Linked DNA regions of Sus scrofa: regions 1 and 3 are each linked to region 2. The links are chromatin contacts, called in public HiChIP or PLAC-seq maps. All regions are on one chromosome and are shown on one strand. The core of a region is the stretch at or near the end of the contact, and the rest is flanking DNA. Distances in the headings are between cores, read along the strand shown. Region 1 holds the start of CLSPN (claspin). Region 2 holds the start of NCDN (neurochondrin). Region 3 holds the start of C6H1orf216 (UPF0500 protein C1orf216 homolog).

Evidence for each region. HiChIP or PLAC-seq counts read pairs in DNA pulled down with a chosen protein or histone mark.
Region 1: a contact with region 2 is called in an H3K27ac HiChIP or PLAC-seq map of alveolar macrophages. The contact joins the promoter of CLSPN here to the promoter of NCDN in region 2. A contact is called at or near these places in 1 of 5 promoter capture datasets (fetal liver) and 1 of 2 datasets of contacts at active chromatin or transcription factors (alveolar macrophages).
Region 3: an H3K27ac HiChIP or PLAC-seq map of alveolar macrophages shows a contact between it and region 2. The contact joins the promoter of C6H1orf216 here to the promoter of NCDN in region 2. A contact is called at or near these places in 2 of 5 promoter capture datasets (fetal skeletal muscle and liver), 17 of 47 Hi-C or Micro-C datasets (adipocytes, adipose tissue, alveolar macrophages and 12 more) and 2 of 2 datasets of contacts at active chromatin or transcription factors (alveolar macrophages and skeletal muscle).

The regions. Positions count from the first base shown.
Region 1 is chr6:91,966,713-91,970,825 of Sscrofa11.1, reverse strand. CLSPN (claspin) reads left to right here and starts at 2,756. Exons shown (of 26, transcript XM_021095923.1): 1 at 2,756-3,533. It overlaps AGO4 (argonaute 4, RISC catalytic component), which reads right to left and starts at 2,490. Exons shown (of 18, transcript NM_001194972.1): 1 at 2,472-2,490. The coding sequence starts at 2,490.
Region 2 is chr6:91,745,355-91,749,237 of Sscrofa11.1, reverse strand. NCDN (neurochondrin) reads right to left here and starts at 1,688. Exons shown (of 7, transcript XM_021095914.1): 1 at 912-1,688; 2 at 1-49. The coding sequence starts at 944. KIAA0319L (dyslexia-associated protein KIAA0319-like protein homolog) reads left to right here and starts at 1,448. Exons shown (of 21, transcript XM_021095912.1): 1 at 1,448-1,587.
Region 3 is chr6:91,888,122-91,892,401 of Sscrofa11.1, reverse strand. It overlaps C6H1orf216 (UPF0500 protein C1orf216 homolog), which reads left to right and starts at 1,899. Exons shown (of 2, transcript XM_021095921.1): 1 at 1,899-2,112.

The sequences.
Region 1 (4,113 bases), core at 1,507-4,006, 220 kb before region 2:
ATTTCACTTACATAAATGTTATATCAGTGCTCAAAGGTCTTCATATTGGAAGCAACTCCAAAATTTAGTGACAAAGTCAGAGAATCTTATCTTCCAAAAAGGTAAGGAGTATGACTCAACATAGATTGGATAAAGTCAGCTTAAAAGAGGAGGGCATTATCCTTACTTCACCACTCAGCCTTGAGACCTTGATAAAATCATGATAAGCTCTCTGAACTTTTTCTCATCTGTACAATGGGGCTAACACCTGCCTTGCCTTCCTCACAGAGGATCAAATGAGCTATCAGCTATGAAAGCACTTTCCAAACTATAAGGCACTGTGAAAATAAATGTTATCATTAATAGAGCAAAATACATGGTAATCTAATTAAATATATTTATTTCCAAGTTATGGTTGTCAGAAATCAAAATTGAATGAGGGACAGACAGCAATAGCAAGACTGAACATGCTTCAATGATTGTGCAAGAGTGGAGGGAACAGAGCACTAGATACAGGTGCTTTAACAAAGAAGCAGGAAAGCTTCTCTAGGTTCTTAGCCTGGATGAAATATCCCACAAGACCAGAAAATCCCTTTGCTCTGATTCCAGACTCATCAAGCAGCTTCTTGCTATGAACTGGGCTTCCAAGGTACTGTGACACCAAAAAAAGGAGTCTGCTAGACAGCAGACAAGAAAATATCTCAGTTAACAGAAAAGATCTATGCGACATTTTGGCTGACTCATTAATGTCTTATAAATATGGTTAGTGAGAATTAATTTTCCACAATCCAAGGTGAACTGATAAGCCCTCCAATCTGCAAAAGCTAAAATCAGCTCCCCCCGCACCAAGAGTCAGGGCAATCTTTCCCATGAATTTCATCTGTATACACAGTTACATAGTCTCTTTCAATATCAGCTCATAAATGCAACAGTTGAAGTCTCTTTCAATATCAGCTCATAAATGCAACAGTTGATTCAATTATGACTTACTAACAGGGAAGGGAGGGAAAAACCATTTGTTAAGTATCCATAATGCATTACTCTCTCCAACAAGATTTCTCATATACATTCTTATTTGATTCTCACAACAATCTTGCAGCACATAATTATTATTACCCTCATTTTATAGATGAGGAAATGAAAGTTCAAAGGAATTAAGTAATTTGCCCAAGGTTATACAACTATCAAATTACTAGACTGGATTTGAACAGAAGTCTGTCACATTCCTAAAGACCTGATCATGCCTTTAGCCGGGGGACATAGCTGAAATAGCCCAGTGTAATACTCACATTGAGGGTGATCAAATAATATTGTGACAAAACCAATTTATTTTTAAAAGGCATGTGAAATTTGATTATGAGGGCCTTTAAAAAATACTTTAAGTAGCAAATTAAGGTGGGGTTTCACCATTCAGCTATGTAAACAAGTTTTAAGTAAACAAACCTGCAAAGTTTCCAAGCTCAAATGGTAGACTGAATTTTCTACACACTATAAAAATGAAATGCTTTACAACAAAGTCCACTGTGTAGACAAGGTATAACGTTAAAAGTTAATTCTAACACAGCCCCTAAACCCTGCCCTACTTAGCCAAGACATTAGAAACTTGTTGGGGTTCCAAGTAAGAACACCAGATGCCAATCTGCAGGGTATTGGTTACAACCAGGAATGGTTCCCCCGCTTTGGGCAGAACTGGGGAGATAACCAGAGGCCATTCACAATGATGGGGAATTACAGTTTCCAAAGCACTTTCTCCTTCATTTGATCCTCACAACTACCCATAACCCAATTAGAAGACACTTGGGGCGTTAAAGCTTCTGCTGGAGCGCGCGCGCTGGCGAGTAACTCGGCCGTCACTAAGGCACTAGCACAGATCACTGGGTCTGTGACACAGACTCACAGACCGAGGCATAGGACTAGATTCCCCAAGATTTCAGGGCCTTTGAGAAAGGGTGGGCACTTTGCCCCTTGGCCTTCGGTGGTAATGAGAAGTGTTTAAGGGAAGTTCTCTTTCTTCTTTATCTGAGGGCTCTGAACTGCCTGCCAGTGCAAAGAAAAATAGGGGTGCGGCCTCAAGCCAAAAATACTCCTGGTAGTAGGTGGGGTAGTCCTTGCCGGTACAGGCCTCCACTGCGCACAGATCGTCCCTTCTGAGGCCCAAACTGGCCTCGCCTCCACCGCGGAGCACAGCTCTCTGAGGTTGGGTCAGGTCTCCCCTCTACCTGGGTACGCAGGTCACCTTCCTGGGCCTCCCTCTCTTAGACCTTAAGAACTGGCTCATCTCTCCTTGTTGGGGCGCGGTCCCCGCGCCCCCCCGCCCCGAGGCCCAGGTCAGCTCCCTCTGCCTTGTGCCATGGGGCACCAGTCCCCTTCCCCCAGGCCTAATGGCCCAACCCAGGTACGCGCGACTCGATGAGGGCCACAGGGAGCGGCCGGCCCTCCTGCCCACCCGTGCCGGGGTGCAGTCCCCGTCCCAGACCGAGCGCGCTCCTCACCGGGTCCCACTGCTTCCATGGCGGCGGCGGGGGCCGCCTCGCCCCGGTCCCCGGCGCCTCCCGCTCCGGGCCCCGCCGCCGCCGCCGCGTAACGCTTGATCTCCGGAATATTGGCGCTGGGGGGGCGCCGCGGAGACGCGGGCGCTGGGCAGGGGGCGGCGGCGGCGCCCGGCCGGGGGACAGGGACTCGGCTCCCACGGCTCTTCCGGCCTCAGCGGCAACAAAAACAATCCCCGCCGCCGCCGCTGCCAGCGGGAGCGGGAGCCGGGGCGCGCGCCCGCCAGGCGGGGAGGGGGCGCGGGTTGTGGGGCGCGCGCGGCCCGGGGTCCTGGCTCGCGGAGGAGGCGTGCGCGGCCCCGGACGCCGGGTCCACCCAGCCCGGCGGGGGGCAGGGGCAGGGTGGAGAGGGGGGCGGGCGCTTGCCCAGAGAGGGCAGCACCCCGAGGATGTGTCGAGTGCGCGCGCGCCCGCCTGCACTGTCCTGTGGCCCAGGGCGGCCTTCCTGGGCGAAGGGCCGTGGGGCCCTACACGCTACACTCCCAGAGCCTCCGCGAAAGATGGGGACCAGAACCCCGGATCCACAGACACAGCTCTCCACTTCTGTCGGTGGAAAGGGTCCCGAGATCTCCCACTTCAGACCTCTTCTTTCACCTCTGTCTTCTCTCTCTCCAGTGAGTGTCCCAGGACTGAAAACACCGGGGTCACCACAGACACAGCATTTTCCCTCCACTTCTTCATCCAAGACTGTACACTGAGGTGCCGGTCCTGACCCATGTAGCTGAAAGCACCACGGGAATGGACTATGATGAACGATGCATTCTCTTGCAGACGATGACGAGCACCTCTGCTCAGCAAGTCACTAGTCACTGAAAAGTCTTGCTTTCTCTGATGACTTGCGATCTCTGATGACGTCACCTTAGCAGCCAAGAGCCAAAGGAGCAAAACCCCACTCCAAGATGGCATGGTCAGCCCGGCAGAGCCAGCTGGGGTGTTTAGTTGGGACTTTAAATTGAAGAACATAGTCTTCAGAATGAGACAGATCTCTGTCCACCAGATAAAAAGGTACAATGCATATGCTGTACTCATTTGCTAGAGCTGCTATTACAAAAGTACCACAGACTGAGTGATTTTAAACAACAGAAGTTAATTTTCTTACAGTTATGGAGGCTAGACATCCCACATCAAGGGTTGGTTTCTCTAAGATTTCTCTCTTTTGCTTATAGATGGCCGTCTTCTCCCTGTGTTTTCACATGGCTTTCCTTCTGTGTCCAAATGTCCTCTTATAAGGACACCAGTATACTGGATTAAGGTTCAACTTACAGACTTCGATTTAATTAAATTACCTCCCTAAAGACCCTGTCTCCAAATACAGCAAGTTCTGAAATAATGGGGTGGGGGTTAGGATTTCAACATGTGAATTTTGAGGGGACACAATTCAGCCTATAACATGTGTAGTGAGATAGTCATTTGAACACTTTCCGTGTGCAGCCATAGAGCCAAGTAATTTCTGTATGATAAAAATTATTAAAAAAATATTAGGGGCACATTGTGGCCAGACACTGTCTTATGGGCTTCACATGTCATTTAATCTTCACAACCACCTATAAAGTAGATATTATTAAGAAAGTTATCAGTATGGATG
Region 2 (3,883 bases), core at 439-2,938:
GGTTCAGAGCTGGCTCGCAATCCGAGGCCATGATGCCCGCCTTGCCCAACTGTGAACACAAGAGGGACTGAGCATCCCTCTGCAGAGGAGGGGTGGGGGTGGGAGTGGAGGATGGAGGGAAGGATTAGCACAGAGGGGAGGATCAGGAGGGACGGACTCCTCAGAACTGACCTCCCTTGGGGAAGCCCCTATAAGAGGCTGGACCCACAAGTCCTTAGGGATGAAGAAGGGACCCTGGTCCAAGGTCACCTCCAGAAAGCGGGAAAGAAGGACCATGCATCCTGCTGCCCAGCTGGACAGCTAACCTCACCAATTTCCTTGGGGTGGGAGGGGGCTGGCCCCACTGCTCCGCTGCCACCTGGCACCAAAGGCCAGGTTTTGTTTCCCTCCATCAGGCATACAGGGAAGGAGTGGTGAGGACAGACAAGGAGGAATGGAAACATACATGGGTGAAGTTCGATTATCCGGACTCAGGCCGACAAGAGGGAAAAGGGCATCTTGGGTTTCCTTTCCCCTCCCTTCTTCAGAAAAGGCAGGAGACAAGCTTCAGCAGAAGTGAAGAAACAGGGCGCTGACCAGGGAAGGCTAGGAGGCCCCTCTGGGGACCCCACCCCTCCAGCCAGGTCTCTCAGTCGCCCCCGCAGGCTCCTTGCCTCCTCTCCTTTCCCTCCCTCGGGCAGAAGCTGCAGCAGCAGCAGCAGCAGAAGCAACAGCAGAATTAACCCTTTGCGTTCCCTCTCCTCGCCCTCCCCGCCCGGCTACCAGCCTGTCGATGCCGGAAGGGGCTGGAGAAGCAAGAAGGGGTCCCGGGTAGCTCCCAGGACAACGGAGAATCCAAAAGCCGGATAATCGAAGCGGGGCTGCTGAGATGGGGAGATGAGAAGGGGAGGAGGATTCCTGGCGGTCACCACCTGTCCCGCAGCAGCCAGGTCACAACACGACATTGATGAAGTCACGACAGGGCGGCGATGAGATCACACTTCACGATGGCGCGGTGATGTCACGGAGAGATCACGGCAAAATCACGACATGGGACAGCCCCCAAAGATGACAGGGCAAATTTGTAAAAAAAGATATAGCTATATACTGAAAAGGGCTGTGACAAAATGGAGTCTCGACAGAGCACGGTGATGTCGCGATATGGCGCGATGGAGTCGCGATAGGGTCCCCGGGGTGTGTGGGCATCGATCAGCGCCGGCTCCGAGTGGCCCCAGCTGGGATGTAGGGGAGGGCCTGAAGGGGGCTGAGCTCACCAGGCTGCGGCCCCGAGCAGCGAAGTCTTCTCCGAGCGCGATGCTCCAGGAGCCTGGGGCCGCTGCTCACGCCGCGTTGCCCACTCCTGGCTCCAGGCTGCTGCAGCTCCACCCCCACCCCCGCACCGCTCTCGACCAATCCGCCGCGGCCTCACTCCAGGCTCTGGCCAATGGCACGGCTGGGCGCTAAGCCGTAGGGGGTGCTGCCGCTGCCGCCATCTTGCTTATGGGTATTGCCAGAGTCTGAGGCCTGGGGCTCCGCAGGGCGGGTGAAGGTGCAGACCGCCTCGGAAGAGCAGGAGGCGACACCTTGGGGACCCCGCTTCCTTCGCTCGTGCGTAGTTCTAACCCCCCCCTCCCCCGGCACTATCCCTCCTCCACCTCTGGCTCGAGGATGGAATTGAGCTTCCGGGGGCAGGAGGGCTTGCTTAGGATGCGAAGTGTGTTTCCGGGTTGAGCCCGGGAGGTGGGAGGGGGCGGTGTTTCGGCCGCCGTAGCTGACCGGAGAGGCTGAGGCGAGAGGGAGCTATCCCGGTGGGGAGCCCGCACCCCCTTCTTCCTTTTCCTCCTCCTCTGGGTGAGAGGAGCGAAGGTTGGGGCCCTGACCCCATGGACCGGGAGGAGGCGGAGGCCGCCGAGAGCCGGGGCCCCGCTGTGTGGCCCTGAGCCCCGGTAGGTGGCCGGGGGCGGCTGGCTGCCAGGCGGAGGACCACGAGCTCAAGGGAGGGGCAAGCGGGAGAGGCTCTTTCTGTGTGTGCGCTGGGACCCGGAGGTGGTGCTCCTGGTCCCACTAGAGCAGCCAGCTGTTTCTGGTTTTGCAGGTTCGGAGCTCGAGTTCCAGGTTGAATCCCGCCCGGGCCTGGTCATGCGGCTCCCTCTATTCCCCGACAGACAGAATGGCCTCGAAACTCAGCTGGTCTTCTTCCCTCGCCCATAGCTACTGTCCCTGGTGTTTGTTCCCCCACCAAGACAGAAAGTTGAACAGAATAAGGGGGGCGGGGCTGAGCACTACGTGTGAATTATGATGCGAAACCTGTCTTATTCAGGACTTGGAAAATTATGCCCCACAGAAGGGTCCTGTGGTGGCCGCAGTGAGCACAAAGGTGAAATGAAGGAAGTCAAGAGAAAAGACCTCTGGCGAGATTCCAGGAAAGCTTTGCTTTCTCTCACCTCAGGGAGGTTGTGTCCAACCGACAGTAGATGCAGTTAGTGAGGAGCATTAGCCGACTCTCCGTGTGTTTTCTTATCTGATTAATCAGACTGGAAGCTAGGAACAAACTGGAAAGACGACCTCCCAGAACAATCTGTTCATTTTTCCAGCTATTTGGAAAACAATGTCTGCAAATATAAGCAAAGCTATTCATGGCAGTCTGTTCTGTAACTTTCCCAAATATCTTAGACTTTTCTTTTTAAGGAGCTTTATTCTTGATTACTCATACCAGCTGAATAGGCTGTTTCAGCCGTGCTCTGTCGTTGCTCAAACATATCTTATCGCTGGGTACATAAATGGAGTTCCACGTATGTAGCTGACAGACTGAACTATGATACATCCCCCATCAACCTGAAGTATTAAGTAAACATTACCCCCTGCTCTGTCTGAACAGCTGCTGCAACAGAGAGTGCTTTTATTTCGGGTGTACTTGTAACGCCCTAAATGCCAGAACTATTGCAAGCTTTTCTAGATTTTCATTTGTCAAGTATTGTGGGGGTGTGTGTTCTCTCCATGGGCTGTTTCCCTTTGCTTCTATAACAAACCATTTGGATCTTGGTGATGTATTGTTCTTGCCTCTGGTCAGCAAGCCTCTGGCTGGACCCTAGGAGTGATTTGTGCCCTTAGGCAATTGTAGGTTTCGGAGGAATGGCTGGGAGTTCACAGGAAAATAACTGCCTCTCTCTCATGCATGATTTGCGAGACATTGCACTTCTAATCATCTTGCTAATCCAATGGTGTTTATTACTCCCATTTTCAAAAGCTATTCATTTCTTTTATGCTTCTGTCGCCCACCTGCCACGCTATTGATGACAGGTGTTGAGTCACCTTGAATTTAAAATCCTTTTGTGGTAGGCAGAAATGTGTTGGATGAGATTCATACACACACACACACACACACACACACACACACACTCTCTCTCTCTCTCTCTCTCTCTCACCCATTCCATCGTGAAAGTCTAGAAAAGTTGCTGGATATACTTTCTGGCTTAGGCTCCATTTCATAATCTCTTAAGTGTGTCTCTGGACCACAGACCTTGTTGCCCCCTTCTCCCTAACATACAACTACAAACCACTAGAAATAGTAATGGATGGAAGCACATGAGAAAGATGAAGTACTTCAGATGCTTAAGGCTCAATTAAAGCTTTTTCTTGGGTGAGCCATACCTTAGCTTTGTAGCTCTGTGTGTGCGTTTGTCTATTTCCTGGTATTAATTGGTATTAATATCCAACCTATACAGTGCTGGCTGGGACTTTGTGTTGTCAGTCTGTGTCATTTGCCAGATGTGGATGACAGGTGCATATTTAGGGCAGAGGACTTTTGAATTCCTTCTTCACAATTCAGCAATTCTTGTAATGCTGCCAAGATTTATATAATAATTTATATAATATAGGGAAATCATGTAAGAAGAAACTGATG
Region 3 (4,280 bases), core at 650-3,149, 140 kb before region 2:
ACGGGGCTGGAAGGAGAGGCAGGAGGAGCTGTCTAGGGCCCACCAAACAATCAAACAATGTTGTGGCTGTGTGACATGGGGAGACTGGCATTACTGTAGACCGCCAAAGCTCAGAGACTTCACAAGTGAGGATTTGGGTCACTTCCTAGGGAAGACAACTCCAGCTGAAGGTAAGGGGAAGTTAGAGTGATTAAGGGGAAAGGGAGGCTAGTTAGGCCTCAGGACCTGATGTAGAAATGGGATGGAGGTCTCTGCATGTGTATACATTTTTTTGGTTTTTGCTCTTTTTTTTTCAGAGATACACCCACGGCATATGGAAGTTCCCAGGCTAGGGATTGAATCAGAGCTGCAGCTGCCAGCCTATGCCACAGCCACAGCAAGTGGGCATCCAAGCCGCATCTTCGACTTACACCACAGCTCATGGCTGGATCCTTAACCCACTGAGTGAGGCAAACCCACATCCAAACCCACATCCTCATGGATACTAGTCAGATTTGTTTCTTCTATGCCACAATGGGAACTCCCTCCGCATATATATTTTTAGCTGGGGGAGTACCCAAAGCTTGAGTTACTTCTTCCTTTTCCGTTTTATTTCCTTTTCTCTCTTAAAATAGTTGTCCTAATCATAAAATGATTTTTCTCTTCCACTTCCTTTATTTTGTTTACAGGATGTGTTGGTGTGATTTAATTTGCCATTTAATCTCTATTGCAGAGTGGGAAGTTAGAATTAAGCTGGGAATGGAAGAGGATGCCTCATCATAGAGATCAGACTCAAATTCTCTTAAAAAAAAAAGCAAAAGAAAGGAGGGGGAAAGACAATGGTATTTTCTAATGTATTACGACTCAAAAATGAATCCATATTAGTTTAGTTGAGGGTTTTTGTTGTTGTTGTTGTTTGTCTTTTGTAGGGCCGCACCCATGGCTTATGGAGGTTCCCAGGCTAGGGGTCCAACTGGAGCTGTAGCCGCCGGTCTACACCATAGCCACAACAACGCTGGATCCTAGCCGCGTCTGTGACCTACACCATGGCCTGCCAGAACCTTAACCCACAGAGTGAGGCCAGGGATCGAACCATAGTCCTCATGGACACTAGTCAGTTCGTTAACTGCTGAGCCACAACAGGAACTCCTAGTTGTGCTTGTTTTTAATTGGCAGGGGGAGGGGGGAGCATGGGGAAGTTATAGCCAATTGCTTGGTTTGTCCAGTAAAGGTGAGGGTGTAGAAGGGATCTTCTGGAAGATCCTATGACCTGAAGGCTAAATTTGTCCCATATTTTTTTCTGGGGCTGCCTCTCCTTAACAGCCAGTGCTTTTCGGTTTTATCAATAGAGTCAGCAATTACTCTGTTCATTAAATGACTTTAATCAGATAAGCACAAAAGAAACATATAACTTTAAATGGTGATAGCTGCTATTAAGAAAAGGAATAAAACACCCTGGAGGATAACATAAAAAGGGGGGACTAATCTGATCTGGGAGGTTAGAGGTTTTTCTGAGAAGAGATCCGAAATATGAGATGGGGGAGAGAATTTTCGGCAGAGAGAACAGTGTGGCAGAAGGGGCGTGAAGCCCAGCTGCAGAGGCGAGGGCACAGGCTGAAGCCGCAGAGGTGAAGCAGGATGCTCAGAGCCCCACGGCTGCTGCCCTAAGGATTTAGCCTGCAATGCGGAAGCCATTGAATGGTTTTAGGCAGGAAGGTGGAGACATGATCAGATTTTCATTCTGAAAATGTCACTGAATGTGCAGTGAGGCAAACCGATCGGAGGGATCCTGTGAACGCAGTTATGAAATAAAACAGAGTCTGCAAGGGCTGGGTCAAAGGTGCCGAAGGCTCAGGAGGCGGTTCCAGCGCTCCGGCCCTCGCGCGGCTCCGCGGAAAACCGAACCGACCCACGTGGGCCTGGCCGCCCCGCCCCGCCGCGCTGACGCCGCGCGACTCCGCAGTCCCGGCCTGGGTGGGAGCGCGACACGAAAACCCGCACCCACGCCCCTGCCCGCGTGGACGCCCAGGCCAAGGGACAACCCCCCCCCGCCCCCGCCACAACCCCGACGGAAGAGTTCCCGCCGCGGGCCTTCGGAACAGAGCTAGCTGGGCGGGCCGGCGCCTCCAGGCCGTGAGTGGGGGCCCGGAGCGGGAGGGTTTGGACCCCTGCCGCAGGGGGCGGGGGTCGCAGCCTCGGCCCAGCTGCCTCTTTGGGGGAGATTAAGGAAGGGCCGTCAGTATCCTCGGTCTCCCGGGGTAGTCTCCTTCCCCCACCCCCTCAAGGCTAGGCAGGAAGGGGGGCTGCCTCCTCCCACCCTTACAGAGCGCCCCACCTCGGCAAATTGCTAATTAGCTTGGAGAGAAACCTGATCCTGGGCTGTCTCCATTCCCATTTTACCGTCTCTGAGAACCCCGTGATTCTTAGTACCACCTCCACTCATCCCAGCTTCCCTCACGGCCCCCGCCCAAGCTTAGAAAAAAAGAAAACATTGGGCCAGGAAGATCTCCAAGCCCCTTGCTTAACAGGATGGAGTGTGTAGGTTACAAAGGGACTGTCCCTAAACCGTTGCTCCTAGGACCTCTTCCCACTACTGAATGTGGGAAGGGTCCCTGCTCCCTCCACTTACACTATCCCTCACTCTTACTGAACCCCCACTTTTTCGAATCCTAGTAATATATGGTCAATAGAAAGCTCTCGTCAAGTAAACACTAATTTTGGGAGAGGTCGGTTGTTGGGGAGGAAGAATAATGGGGCATGCCCTCTTTCCAGGGCCTCAGGATGGAGCAAGCTAGAGGCAGGGGCACCGGGATTGTGCTAGACATGGAGGCTTCAAAGGGCCGGGTCAGGGGAGAGAGGCTTGTCAGTGGGGGAGGGGGTTCCTCTCTGAGCAGAGGGGCGAACCTAGGCTTCAGCTGTAGCCTCTGCTACTGTTGTTGGGGTCTTCCTGAGCATAGATATCCCACTGCAGTCCCCCTCCCCCATTCACACACTCACTCGGCAAGGATCTACTGTACCTGGTTAGTGCCAGGCTCCATACTGGCTCCTGAATATGATGGAAGATATATAGAGGAATTCTATCTCTAGTCACAGAGCCAGAAGTGGAAGCTGCTATTGTAAGACAGATAAAAAAGCAAAACCCCAAAAACTTGAATAGACATTTACTGACCATCAAGAAACAAACATGGGAGTTCCCGTCATGGCTCAGTGGTTAACGAATCCGACTAGGATCCCTGGCCTTGCTCAGTGGGTTAAGGATCCGTGAGCTGTGGTGTAGGTTGCAGACACGGCTCGGATCCCGCGTTGCTGTGGCTCTGGCGTAGGCCTGCAGCTACAGCTCCAATTCGACCCCTAGCATGGGAACCTCCATGTGCCGCAGGAGCAGCCCAAGAAAATGGCAAAAAGACCCAGGGCAGTGGGGATTCAGAAGAAGGCACAGTTAGCTGTGTTAGTGTCTTTTGGGCAGAGGGGAGAATATCCAGATGGCTTAGAGAGGTGGGGCTATTAGAGCTGAGTTTTGAGGTACAAAAAGGAATTGTCTGGGTGGCAAAGGGAGGAGTTTGGAGGGAAGGGGAGAGGAAGGGTAGTGTAGGCCAAGGGAACTGTGTAATGAGAATAATGGTGTGTCCTGAGATCTCTGAGCAGTTTGGGGTGGTGGGAGGGGCAGAGTGGCAAGAAGCAATTCTGGAGCCGTGAGCAGGGGCCAGATGAAGCACGGCCTTGTAGGCCATAAAGGGGTTTAGCCAGAGTTTGTTGGGGGGAGCCATGACAAATTTACTTTTTTTTTTTTTTTTTTGCTTTTTAGGGCCACACCCTGCCATATGGAGGTTTCCAGGTTAGGGGTCAAATCTGAGCTACAGCTGCCAGCCTATGCCACAGCCACAGCCACACAGGATCCGAGCCGCATCTGTGACCTACACCACAGCTCATGGCAACGCTGGATCCTTAACCCACTGAGTGAGGCCAAGGATCGAACCTGCAACCTCATGGTTACTAGTTAGATTTGTTTCCACTGTGCCACACGGGAACTCCCAAAGTTAAATTTTTAACTAGAGGCAGAGAGATCAGCGAAAAGGCCACAGCAGTCAGTAATCCAGAAACAGCCCTAACCAAGTGAAAGCGAGGGGAGATGTATGTACAGACGCACGTTCTCTTTCTCTTTCCCTCTCTGTGTCTCTCTGAGGTTTTTAAGAGAAAGAATTGTCTGAATTTGATGGCTAGTGAGGAGGGAATGAAGCAAGTGAGGAGTCCAGGCTGCTCTTGATTCTTAGCTACAGTGACGGACTGGAGAGTGGGGCCGT